2 separate regions of the Sus scrofa genome follow, and region 1 is linked to region 2. Evidence: chromatin contacts called from public Hi-C data. All regions are on one chromosome and are shown on one strand. The core of a region is the stretch at or near the end of the contact, and the rest is flanking DNA. Distances in the headings are between cores, read along the strand shown.

Region 1 (6,972 bases), core at 2,892-5,391, 860 kb after region 2:
GTAAGTGAATTCTGCAAAGTAAATACAATATATAAAGCCAAGCTTGGCTCCAAAATCATGTTAGGTGCCTCCCTTTGGCTACAGAGGAAGTTACTCATGCTTATCAGAGGACCAAATTTGGTGTGCCATTATTATGGCAATATGGTAACAGGACACCATTCAGCGGTTTTTACCAACAGGGTGTGCCACGGTGGGTCTCCCAGCCTGCCGGGAAAGGGTTCTTTACCTAGTCCATGAGGTGGGGGAACTTCTAATAATAAAGAAGTCAGATCCTTTGAGAAGGAGCCTCAGATCACCAGCTCATGTATGAGAAGGCTGTTAGTACTTCAATTTAAAAACATGTTTTGGGATCAAACCCGCAACCTCGTGGTTCCTAGTCGGATTCATTAACCACTGAGCCACGAGAGGAACTCCCTAGCCTGGCTCAGTGGGTTAAGGATCCAGCGTTGCCATGAGCTGTGGTGTAGGTTGCAGATGCAGTTTGGATCCCTAGTTGCTATGGCTGTGGTGTAGGCCGGTGGCTACAGCTCGGATTCGACCCCTAGCCTGGGATCCTCCATATGCCGCAGGTGCGGCCCTAGAAAAGGCAAAAAAAAAAAAAAAAAAAAAAAAAAAAAGTCTTGGGGATTTCCCGTTGTGGCACAGCAGAAAAGAACCTGATTGGGAACCATGAGGTTGCAGTTCAGTGATCCCTGGCCTCACTCAATGGGTTAAGGATCCAGTGTTGCGTGGCTGTGGTGTAGGCCGGCAGCTATAGCTCCAATTAGACCCCTGGCCTAGGAACCTCCATATGCCATGGGTGCGGCCCTAAAAAGCAAAAAGAAAATAAAAATAAAAACGTTTTGGGGGAGTTCCCGTTGTGGTTCAGTGGTAATGAACCCGACGAGTATTCATGAGGATGTGAGTTCGATCCCTGACCTCATTCAGGGGATTAAGGAGCTGGCATTGCTGTGGGCTGTGGTGTAGGCCAGCAGTTGCAGCTTCAATTCTACCCCCAGCCTGGGAACTTCCATATGCCTAGGGTGCAGCCCCACCCACCCCCAAAAAAGGAAAAGAATTCACAGGCTCATTTAAAAAAAAAGAGTTCTTGGGAGTCCTCATTGTGTCTCAAGAAGTTAAGAACCCCATCCAGCATAGTTTCCATGAGGATGCAGGTTTGATCCCGGGCCTCACGTAGTGGGTTAAGGATCCATCTTTGCCATGAGCTGCAGTGTAGGTCAAAGATGCCTCTCTGATCCCGCATTGCTGTGGCTGTGGTGTAAGCTGGCAGCCGCAGCTCCAATTCGACCCCTTAGCCTGGGAACGACCATATGCCGGGGGTGCGGCCATTAAATAAATAAATAAAAATATAAACATGTTTTTGCCTCTATGGCACTGAAGTTTGAAGAACTGGCATGTATTTTATTTTCTCGTTCTAAATCAACCAAGAATGACTCGCCTCCCATGAGGAAAACAAATATGTATGCAGGAATTCAGCTACTTGACATAACCGTGACCACATTACGAGCTAGACAATGGGAAGGACAAGGAAGGAGGAAAGTCAAGCTGAAATCCTATGGCTTCATGACTGAACCATCCCATTTATTTCCTGGTCCTGATTCACAGCCTTTTCCACCATGTGCATCAGTTTTGTCTGACCCTTTCCTATTTCTCCAGATGCCCCAGAACATTTGTGTCTGAGGTCTGTCGTCAATGCAATTGCATTGTTGGGGTTAAATAAAATTACTTTGAAGCCGGGAACATCTGGACTCAGATCCTGACTCGGCTGCTTGTTAGCTGGATGGCTTTAAGCAAGCGTTTCTGAGCCTTATCTGCTTTAGAAAAGCAATTTGTGAAAGACCTTATGGACCGGCTCTATACACCTGAAACCCAGAGCAATGTCAGAGATCCCGTAGGTATGAAAGCAGATCATTAGTCTAAGACATGCCTTGAGCAAAACAACTCACTGAAAATACTTGTGCTGATTTTTTTATAAGATGAAGGAGTCAACTGGGGAATATTTTGTTAATTTCCACCCTAAGAATTTCAGCACTTACTGCGTATAAGGCGTTGGAGAAATAAAGATTTAATTTTTACCCAAAGCATCAAACCAATCCTTGACACTCATGTGAAAATATTGATCAGATACGACTGATTTTCATGTAAAATTAGAAACAGAAATAATTTAAAATTGTGTTGATTTTTCTAGTGAGGTATAATTGACATGAAACATTAAACTAGTTTCCAGTGTATGACATACTGATGATATTTGTGTATGTTGCAAAATCATCCCCACAATAAATCTAATTAACATCCATCACTACACATAGTTACAAAAGGTTTTTTCTTGTGATGAAAACTTTTAAGGTCTACTCTCTTAACAACTTTTAAATATACAACAGCATATTCTTAACTATCGTCCCCAGTCTTATTTTAGAAACAATTTAGATACAAAACAATCAAACCTAAGCATCTGTGAACACATAATTGAGAGTCTTACAAGCTCCTCTTTTCTTTTTCTTTCTTTTTCTTTTATTTTTGCTTTTTAGGGCTGCACTCGAGGCATATGGAAGTTCCCAGGCTAGGGGTTGAATTGGAGCCGCAGCTGCCAGCCTCTGCCACAGCCACAGCAACACGGGATCTGAGCCTCATCTGCAACCTACACCACAGCTCAGGGCAACCCGGGATCCTTAATCTATTGAGCGAGGCCAGGGATTGAACCTGCAGCCTTACGGATCCTAGTTAGGATTGTTAACCGCTGAGCCACAAAGGGAACTCCCAGCTCCTCTTTTCGTTATCTGTCTCTAAGGAAGTCTTTTTCAGAAACTTAAGCACTCTTGCCAACACTTGTTCAATATCCATCATGTTTCAGAATCTGCTAAAATTTTTAACCTGTAATGTCAGCTCCACCAACATTTCAGTCCTGTACAAGGCTGAAGAATCAAGATGGAATCAGCAGGTCCAAATTTTACAAATGGAGGCATTTATAGTAAACCTGGAAAATATATCTTTGAATTTTCTGTGTACATTAAAGTGGTCTGTTTTGGCCTTTCTCCCCTTTTATCCCATCTCAATGTGTAAATAGGAACCTGTCAAGCACCAAACACAGTTAAGTAGAATTGCCCAAGAGTGCCATCAAATTTCTGAAGTTTTAAACTAAGTATTTCAAAGGGTAAGTAACATCCCTTTTTTTCTTATTGTTACTGGTTAGAAAAATGAAAGGACCGGACAATTAAGATTCACACACTTGTTCAGTAGAAAAGGAGCCACGCTCATAAGTAAGGAAAGAATCACTTAGAAGCCTGCTCAGTGTCCATCTCTGCTCACCCTGAAAGGATCTGTGTATATTTACACCATAACAAGTGAAAAACAACTCGCCTTACTCTCAGTACTGTGGGGAATCTGTGGTGTTTCCTTCGGGATTTAAAAACGTATCTGGGTCCAAATGTGTGCATTTTTGAAACTGCAGTTTGTCAACTTTGTGTTGACATGTGGCATGTGTAAGGTTTGATTCAGGCTTGTCTTTAAAAAAAAAAGGAAAAAAAAAAAGCCTTCTTAAAACGTTATGCCTTTATCAGAAGTCGCCCCTCAGCTATTTACAAGTGCCATGGTTACAGTCCTGCTAGACTGATGATATTCACATGCAGGAAACAATGCAAGGAAAACAGGATTTGCACGGCTCCGACTGCACTGGCCCAAGAATTCCAGGAAGTGATTGTACTTTATGAAACCGTCTGTGCTCCGCTAGATTGTCTATAGCTTTTAAGGTCAAGTCCTATCACACTGAGTTTGCACTGCCCTTTGTAACAAGGCAGCGTGTTTATGAAGCTGAGTACATGCTGTATTGTTTACCAGGCCCTCCAGTTTAAAGGTGCGATATCCCAGTCAGTTCAGGATGGCACTGGGAATCCATCACCGCCTTTTCTGACACAGGCTTGGGCTGGGTTCAAAGAGTCCCCAACAACAGGGACCACGCGACTGCCCAGCACATGGAGAGAGTCACGGAGCACCCAGGCCCTGACGGCAGAGACGGGGGCGAGTGTGGAAGATAAATGTGGGGAGGGCTCTGAGTTTATGTTTTAAGATTTCTGGGCTTCCTGGTCTAGCCCAGCGGTCTCCTTGGAAGGGGAAAGGTGCTGGCGTACAGTAACTGCTGATTCCGAGAGTGCGGAAAGCCGGGTGAGACAACAATGGAATTTACTTCGTGAGAGAGCTGGGAGGCAGCCAGGCATTCCAGGGCCTCGCTCTTGAATTCTTTGATTTCTCCACAGTGTGCGGCGACCAGAGATTCCTGGTGCCACTGGGCTTAGGGGCTGCTGGAGCCAGACAGTAGGCGTCCAGACGGATCCAGGGAGATCCAGCTCTCACCTGGCAACCTCACCACACCTCCTTGTAGCTGCCCAAGTGGATGTGCCTGGCCAGACCCCTACCTGCTCCCTCGCCACGAGGGATGCTGAAGCCAGGTGGAACCGGCAAGAATCCAGAGCCATTGCTGAAGATGCATGAGGCATCGGAGGTATTAGTCTGGGTCCACGTCTTTCGGCTAGGAGTATCCACAGGTCCCCAGGCTTAATGAGCTTTCTGGAGGTGCTCCCAGGCTGTGCACCAGTGTCACGGCCCCCTAAGGGTACACAGGACAGCACTGATGTTCTTACACACAAGGACTGAATGAACCTCGATGGGCGACTGTTGACGTCAGAGCAATCAACGTGAATTTAATGAAGCCTGTTGGTTTATAGCTTAAGGGCTTGTAGGGGCTGTTTCCTCCAGGGGAGAGAAATAAATGGACAATATGGTGAGACACTTTCCTTCCAGCCGCACATTTCGGATTCCATAGATTTAGATATCCAGTTTCGCAAAGGAGAGTTGTATTTTGTGAATACAGTTTACCTTGTTTTTAAATTTATTGGCATCTTGAGGTTCATCTTTGTATTAATGAGCACACATTGGGCAAAATCTGTCTTTTAAGCCTTGTAGTAAGCCTTAGGTCTTTTAAGTGAGCTCATGGAAGGGCAGATTTTGGTTGTAGCGGTAAGCACAACTGCCCCATAAACGGTTGCTAAAGACTGCTCAGAACACTCCAGACTAAATAAAAATTAAAAGTCCCGCAATGACGGCATTTGGAGCAACATGGATGGACCTAGAAACGATCATGCTAAGTGAAGTCAGCCAGACAATGAGACACCAACATCGAATGCTTTCACTGACACGTGGAATCTGAAAAAAGGACACAATGAACTTCTTTGCAGAACGGATACTGACTCACAGACTTTGAAAAAGTTCTGGTCTCCGAAGGACACAGGTTGGGGGGTGAGGGGGACGCCCTGGGGGTGTTGGATGGAAATGCTGGGATGATCATTGTACAACTAGAAATGTAATAAAGTCATTGAGTAATAAAATAAATAAGTAAATAAATAAATGTATGTTTTTTCAAACATGATCTTTAAGGGTTAGGGAAAATTTTTCCCCAAGTGAATTTTTGATATAATATTTATTTGTGGGTCAGAAACCCCCCCCCAAAATGTATCTTAATCATTTATATCTTAAAAAGGAATAATAAATTTTAACAATATAAAAAAAAAAAAAGTGCCACTCATCAGGCAGGACTCTACTAGGAAACACCAGACCAGATGTCCTGAGATCTTCATTCTGGTTTTGGCTCTGGCGCTAATTACCAGGAAATTTCACCTGCCTGTTTATAGACGGTGACATAGTCACTCCCTGGACCTTTTGGTTTTTCATCAGCAAGAGGAGGAGCTTTGAATGTGTGACTCCAAGGGTGTTCACATCTGTCAAGATTGACTCCGTAACCTGTGGCCCCGGGAGGAGAGGCTCCTATAAAGAGGGAGTGAAGGCCTCCTAGGGGAAGTAGGAAAAAAGGTACCTACCAGAAAAAGAACCGAGGTATGAAATGTTGAAGCTTAATCCCGCTGTAGGAAGAAAAATAATAACTTCTATTTGCATAGCACTTTTAAAAAAATGCTTTCGCATTAATGAAATCCCCAGAGGGGGGGACTTTGATGTTATGGTTTTCATTTCACAAAAAAGAAACTAAGACTTGCTAAGGGTACAGAGTGATAAACACTTGAGTACCAAAAAGCAAAACACAACAAAAAACCACCACCAACAAAAAAACACAACCTGAGCGCTTGAGCTCTAGGAATAGGACTCTTTTTAATTTTTTTATAATTTTTTTTGTTTTTTTGCTTTGTAGGGCCGTGCCTGTGGCATATGAAAGTTCCAGGCTAGGGGTTGAATCAGAGCTACAGCTGCCAGCCTACACCACAGCCACAGCCACGTGGGATCGGAGCCATGAATGCGACCTACACCAGAGCTCACGGCCACACTGGATCCTTAACCCACTGAGTGGGGCCAGGGATGGAACCCACATCCTCATGAATCCTAGTCGGGTTCATTAACCACTGAGCCACGAAGGGAACTCTTAAATCCTAAATTTGGATTTGGCAACTTGATTTATGACAGAGATTGTATTCGAAATAGATGAGGGAAAGAGGAACTGACCAATAAATGCTACATTCGAACTGTGTAAACTGAAATTCACCCCCTCTTCATACTTTTTACAAGACTCAAATTAAAAGGGGAACAAATAATAAATGTGGGAGACAATATAATGCCAAGAAAAGAATGTAGGAGGTATTTAGAAACAAAACTTAAAAACACACAAACCCTAAAGAAAGGATCGAAGAATTTAATGACCTTAAAATTAAAAACTTTTCTTTGTCAAACGAACCCATCAAAGAGGGAAATAATTAGCTATGAAGTGAGAAAAGATAATTACCTCACATATAATTTATAGAAACAAATAAAAGATACATAGTTAAAATTATTGCCTATCATTATCCCTACTGTGGATATTTAAGAGCTCCCATCAATTAATAAGAACAAGTGAAACAACACAACAGAAAAATGAACGAAAGACCCAAAAAGGAATTCCAAAGTGAAGGAAACACATAAGTCTTATTATAAACACAT
Region 2 (6,446 bases), core at 1,144-3,643:
TCTGATTTCATCTCTAGCCTGGGAACCTCCCTATGCCTCGGATGCAGCCCTAAAAAGATGGAAAGAAAAAAAAAAAAAAAAAAAAGAAGGAAAATAGAAGAAAAAATCTTCCTTGTGAATCTTCAGTAATAAGAGTTACCAGCCAGTGTTGACAGAATGCACTTATCAGTAGAGGTGCCATCATATTTAACTGTTTTCCAAGATTTTGCTTAACTAAGCTGGTTATTTCTTTTGTAAATAAAACAGCATGATTTTCAGAGACTCTTGTGTCACCTTAACTGGTTTCTGCACACCCCCAATTATCTGGGCAGGACAAGTTCCCAAGTCAAAGCAAAACATTTAAGTCTTCCTGGATGTCCTGAATCCAAAACAGACTGAAAGAAAAAAGTGTAATGTTAGTATCACTGGAATGGGAAGCTGTGATTTACATCTGTAGGCTGGGGCCTGCACTATGTCAGTAGCAGGTTTGTTGGCTGTGATGGAAAAAATGAACAGCATATGCTGATTAACCTCAGAATCAGGATCAAGTAGAAACACATCCACACATGACATCAGGAATCCGTTTGTGATATCTGAAACTGTACTGGGGAAACTATTAAAAGCTTGAACAGAAATTTGGATTACAATGGTGCCCACAAATAAAGACCACTGTGTCAACCCCTCCATTGGAGGGGACAAGAGGCAGAGACAATAAACTGGCAGGTAATGCCGAAAGAATTTTTGCCTGATGCTGAAATGTGTACCACTTTGCCAATACCTCTTTATATTTTAAAGCATTTCTTTCTCAAACGGATATAAACTTTGTCTTTACTCGCCATCTCCAGAAGGGGGCAGAGGTGGTCAAGGGTCAAAGGATTGCTTTAGGCAGAGTAGATGGAGAATTAAGAGGGATCAAGTAAGTAAGATTTTTTCAAAGAACAGTCCCCAAAGTTAACAAAATAAACCCTTCCAATAGGTTCTGTCACTAAAGCTGTCACTTTTCCTATTAGCTAAAATGAAGACAATCAAGCTAAAAATTAATTTGTTTTTCTTCTATATCCATTCAGTATCTTTACTATTGGAAAATATCAGTTGTCAACTTGATAAATATATCAAATCATTTGGTGAGGTTCCAGTTTTATATGTACACCTCAAAAGATTCTACAGTTGTCTTGGCTGTTACTAATCTAGTCTGGGCACGTCCTTGTGTCCAGAGCTACCAATAACCCTGGCTTTTTACACAGTGACAAATTTAAAGTCCGATCTCTCTAACATTCCCCAGGCTTATCACTTTTAAAGCAGCAATGAAACATGGGTCAGACTAAAGTAAGTCACATGTATTAAGTGTGTTGGGAGAGGCTCTCGAGAAAAAGAATTCACTGGCAGGGTAAGTTTTACCAAACTTACCTTCTATATTCTTGTCTTACAAGATTCACAACTCACAAAAGCATACCAAAGACTTTGAAAAGCTTTGAGTTAGGAAACAAAGCCTACTCTCTAAAAAATGTGTATTGCCATAAGAGAAATCTCACTAGCTGATTCTTGCAGCTTTCTGAAAAGTTATTTCCAAGCATATTTTAAAACAATTCTATCTATTGGAGCTCCTTCCCATAGTGACTCAGTGGAAATTAATCTGACCAGCATCCATGAGGACACAGGTTCGATCCCTGGCCTTGCTCAGTGGGTTAAGGATTCAGGGTTGCCATGAGCTGTGGTGTAGCTCGCAAATGCAGCTCGGATGGATCCTGCATTGCTGTGGCTGTGGTGTAGGCTGGCAGCTGCGGTTCCAATTCAACCCTTAGCCTGGGAACCTCCATATGCTGTGGGTGCGGCCCTAAAAAGACAAAAAGACAAAAAAAAAAAAAAAAAAAAAAAAGAAAAGAAAAAAATTCTACCTGGTGACCCCGCCCCAAAGATCTCTGGCTCAACCACATTCAATCTGAAGCACGGTTTTGTTATCTAAGTTTTAACCTGAGTTTTGTTTTGTTTTTTCTTTTTTATAGCCACACCTGTGGCATGTGGAAATTCCCAGGTCAGGGGTTAAATAGGATCTGCAGCTGCAGGCCTACACCACCAGATGGGAGCTGCAGCTGTGACCTATGCTGCAGCTTGTGGCAATGCCAGATCCTTAACCCACTGGGCAAGGCCAAGGATTGAACCCACATCCTCACAGAGATAATGATGGGTCCTTAACCCACTGGGCTACAACGGGGACTCCTTACCTGAGTGTTTAATCCCAATTTCCCAGTGTTACTCCTTCCTGGCCTCCAATGTCCGCTGACTTTCTGGTTCCTCATCCTTTGCTTGTCCTCTGGACTCTAGTACCATCCCAGCCCTAGGAAGTCATGCTTGACAGGTCTGTGCCAGGAGTTTCCTAACTTACATCCATCTCAGGCTTCCTGGGCCCAGGCTCCCTGAATGGCATGTGCTATTATTTATGGGCTAAGCTGAAGTGAGTCACAGTCAATGGGACCCTTACATAAAAATCCAAGGTTGCATTTGGCAAATGTCCAGTGAAAGGTGCAGGCTACATGTCACAGCATTTCAGCAAAGGAAGAGACCCCCAGGGGCTGGGAAGGTCAGGTGACTTGGCAAGAGGACAGCCCTGAAGGGTCTTTCTAACGGCAGAAGCGGCGGCTCATGGTGAAGAGCAGGATGGATGTGGATAGTTCAGATGAGAGAACCACAGAAACCCAGGTGAGGGGTCAGGACATGTGAAGTGAGTTACAGACAGGTGAGGCTGAAGTGGGAGACGGTGAAAGGCAAATGCACATTAGATGTAAGGGCCCTGAACCAGACACATGGACTTGAATTTTATCCAAAGGCAGAGGGAAGCCACTGAAACTCTCTGAGAAGGAAAAGTGCACTTCTATGTGAAATTAGTGGCAGGTGAGTGACGGGGCACAGTCACTGCTTTTACATCCTTGTGTCTGTTTCCCACGAATTAGTGGGAAAGAATAAGAGCTTCTGAGTCAGAATCCTCGATCTACTCCCCACCTACTATTGCCACTTATGAGCTTGAGAAAGTTACCTAATCTCTCGGAACCTCCGTTTCCTCACGTATGAAATGATTTCAAATCTATCTCAATTTGTTGTGAGGCTTGACCAGTACAATTCTTGTAAAGTGTCGGTGCTGTTGGAATAAAATGGGCTGCAGACGTGCTTAACAAAGCCGTGCACTTGGGGCTCATTCTGAGCTGCAGTTTTCCAGCAACACTGACGGGCATGCTGCCTGGTCATCCCCTTGCCCCTCGCAGGATCCCTGTACCCACGCTGCCCTAATTGCCCACAACAGAGAGAACCATGCTGCTACCTTATTTTTTCTTCTTGAGTTGTTGTTATTTTGGTTGCCATTGAGCCCGTGTGTGTCTCCATTCTCCTCATTAGCATTCGTGTCTGCTGTCGTCAATGCCAGAAGCAGCCACCTGGACTGGCTCTGGGATCAGGACTTCTGGAAACCCAATCTGCCCAGTTACTTCCCATGCAAAGAAGCCAGTCAGAGAGCGGTGAAACCAACTGACCCCAACCCGGCCGTTTTTGCCTAGAGCTGGAAAACTAAAATTCCCTTTGTAGCTTCTCCCTTTCTTCTTTTTGAAGTTAATTGGGAGAGGGGAAGCCTGATGGGTATTCTCTGAAATGTCTCTAATCAGGACACTGCCTGGGGCTCAAGGCACTGCACAGAAGTAAAGCAAATTCTTATGTGTGAGAGTTTATTTGAAACCATAAGACGTTAAGCCAATAGCTATTACTGGCCAGAAATGTATTTATGTCCTCTGGTATGCTGTTTCTCTCCCATCTCTACACGTTGGGATTTTACAAAATTAATTTTATCCCCCTCCGGTCGACCCGGGCTCTCTCTGCTTCTGGACTGAGGCCTCATTTTCTCCTCATGTGGTAGCTCCTTCCTCACGGGTCCACTTGGTCCCTCGTCTCTGACCCTCCTGTTCCACCTCCCCCCACACAGCACACCCACCACTGCAGCCCGTTCCAGGTGAGGAGTACCTGGACTTGGCTCCCAGGAAAAGACTTGAGAAGCTCCAGGTCAGAAGGAGAAAAGCCAGAGCAGAGGGAGGGAAGAGGGAGAGAGGGAGCGGGAGCGGGGGGAGGGCAGAGAGAATGAGCCAGGGATTGATTGACAGTTGGGGAAAAGCCCTGACCTGCTAAGACACCTCTTGCAAAGACATGGAAGAAGGGGAGGTAAGATCCGGTGTGGCTGAGGGTAAGTAGGCAGTATTGATACAATATCTGTGTTACATTATTATGAAATGAGCACGCACACGTGCACACACACACACACACACACACACAGGAATACTCACTCTCCCCTTCCCTTTAAGAAGAAAGAACCTTGGAGCAGATGGTTCTGTACTTGTGTTAGTGACTCTTGCTGTGGGCTTCTGCTGTGGTTGTTGACTGTGCATTTCCTGGTCTTATGGAGACTGGAGTTATTTCCATAAGAACACTTCTAGTCCACATTTTCATTCTTGTGTGCCCGAGAAGCCCAAATCCTGCTAAAACTTTAAAGGCTATATTTTACCTCTTTAATTTTCCTACTGATTAATTGCATTTAAAATAAAATATCTTTTTTTTTTTTTGTCTTTTTCTTTTAGGGCTGCACATGTAGCCCATGGAAGTTCCCAGGCTAGGGGTCGAATTGGAGCAGTAGCTTCTGGCTACAGCCACAGCAACACGGGATCCAAGCAGCATCTGCAACCTACAGCACAGCTCACGGCAACGCCGGATCCTTAACCTACTGAGTGAGGGCAGGGATCGAACCTGCGTCCTCATGGGTACTAGGGTTTGTTTCTGCTGAGCCACGGCAGTAACTCTCTAAAATATCTTTCAAATCAACTTGATACCAGCAGGACTGTCAGACTTTCTTCCTGGATTTAGAAACAGGTATAGAGGCTTTCAGTGCTAAGAGATAAGCAAACATAGCTAGATCGAGAAATAATTTATGGAGCAAATAATTTGTTCTTAGTTTAAATTGGTGGGAAGGGCCTCATGAATGATATCTGGAGTGAATAAAACATTTTTATTTGTTTTATTTAAACATTAAATAGTTTAAAGCAACTAAGACTTTGGGGATGCATTATAGGCATACTTTATGAACTGTAGATTAGATAACAGTATCATAACGATGTTAAATTTCCTGGCTGGGATATCTATACCATGGGTATATAAGATGCATCTTTGTTCTCAGGCAAACACTGGTATATTCAGAGGTAAAGAGGAATACTATATGCAACTGACTCATATTAATATTAATGTTAATTATATACATTATACTGCTATTTATAAATTATATTAATAATTATATGCACAAAGACAGAGAATGAATGCAAAGCACATATGGATCAATGTTAAAATCTGGATTATCTGGGTAAAGAATGTATGAGAGTTCTCTGTGTAATTTTAGCAATTTTCTGTAACTGAAATTATTTCAAATAAAAAGTTTAAATGTATGTATATATGAATACATGTGCATGCATAATGCATATACAATAGAGCCATACCAAAATCCAAGAATACTCAAGACCCTCATAAATAAAAGTGCACACTATTTGCATCTAACCTATGCACATTCTCCCTTATACTTTAAATCATCTCTAGGTTACTTGTAGTAACTAATACAATGTAAATCCTGTGTAAATAGTTGTAGATACAATGTAGATGGAATGTATATAGTTGTCCACATGCAGCAAATTCAAGTTTTGCTTTGGGGAACTTTCTAGGATTTTTTCTCAGAGTATTTTGGATCCACTGTTGGTTGAATCCCTGGATTCAGAGCTCCAGGACACAGAGGACCAACTGTATGTATACGTGTACACTGATAATACACATATATAATATATTCATGTTTTGAATTTCACCTCTAGACTGAGATGGCACCAGCTGCAGTATTTTCATGAAATGCGCAGAGTCGGGTGATTCTATCTGCACTCCATGTTGATATGGGGGTGGCTGCCTCCCCACCAGGCACGCCCGTAAGTGAAGGAGCCCTGAGAGTGAGTTCCCTTAGTTTCCACAGTGAGCTGACATTTGAATCCTCGGCTCACTGTGCCACCTGATTATCACAGGCAGGGGAATAGCAGGAGCTCCTTCCCCAGCAGCAACAAAATGCCAACTAAGTGGCTTATTTGCAAATTACCAAATACAACCATTAGGTTATTTCTTCACAGAATCCCCAGTGTAAATCAATCTTCAGCATCTCAGGATTCAAATGAGGTGAACTGATGAAAAAGTCCTGGGATTGACAGACACAAACTACTAAACATAAACTAGATAAGCAACAAAGATTTACTACATAGCAAAGGGAACTGTACTCAATATCCTGTAATAGCCCATAATGAAATATAATCTGAAAAAAAAACCGAATCACTTTGCTGTACACCTGAAATGAACATAGTATTGTAAATCAACTGTACTTGAATTTAAAGAAAGTCTTTGGGGAGCTCCCTGGGGGT

The links. A called contact is a pair of places that touch in the nucleus more often than the background predicts.
Region 1: a contact with region 2 is called in a Hi-C map of fetal heart ventricle, with 5 times the contacts expected there. The contact joins two enhancer-like sites. A contact is called at or near these places in 17 of 47 Hi-C or Micro-C datasets (adipose tissue, blood, brain and 10 more) and 1 of 2 datasets of contacts at active chromatin or transcription factors (skeletal muscle).

What each region holds. Positions count from the first base shown.
Region 1 is chr7:8,997,295-9,004,266 of Sscrofa11.1, forward strand. No RefSeq gene overlaps it. Among named protein-coding and RNA genes, the nearest start is that of PHACTR1, 100 kb to the right of the region's middle. Within about 2 kb of position 4,142, at least 10 of the 83 cell types and tissues checked have an H3K27ac peak or open chromatin away from gene starts, as enhancers often do.
Region 2 is chr7:8,136,603-8,143,048 of Sscrofa11.1, forward strand. No RefSeq gene overlaps it. Among named protein-coding and RNA genes, the nearest start is that of MIR7136, 4.6 kb to the left of the region's middle. Within about 2 kb of position 2,394, at least 1 of the 83 cell types and tissues checked has an H3K27ac peak or open chromatin away from gene starts, as enhancers often do.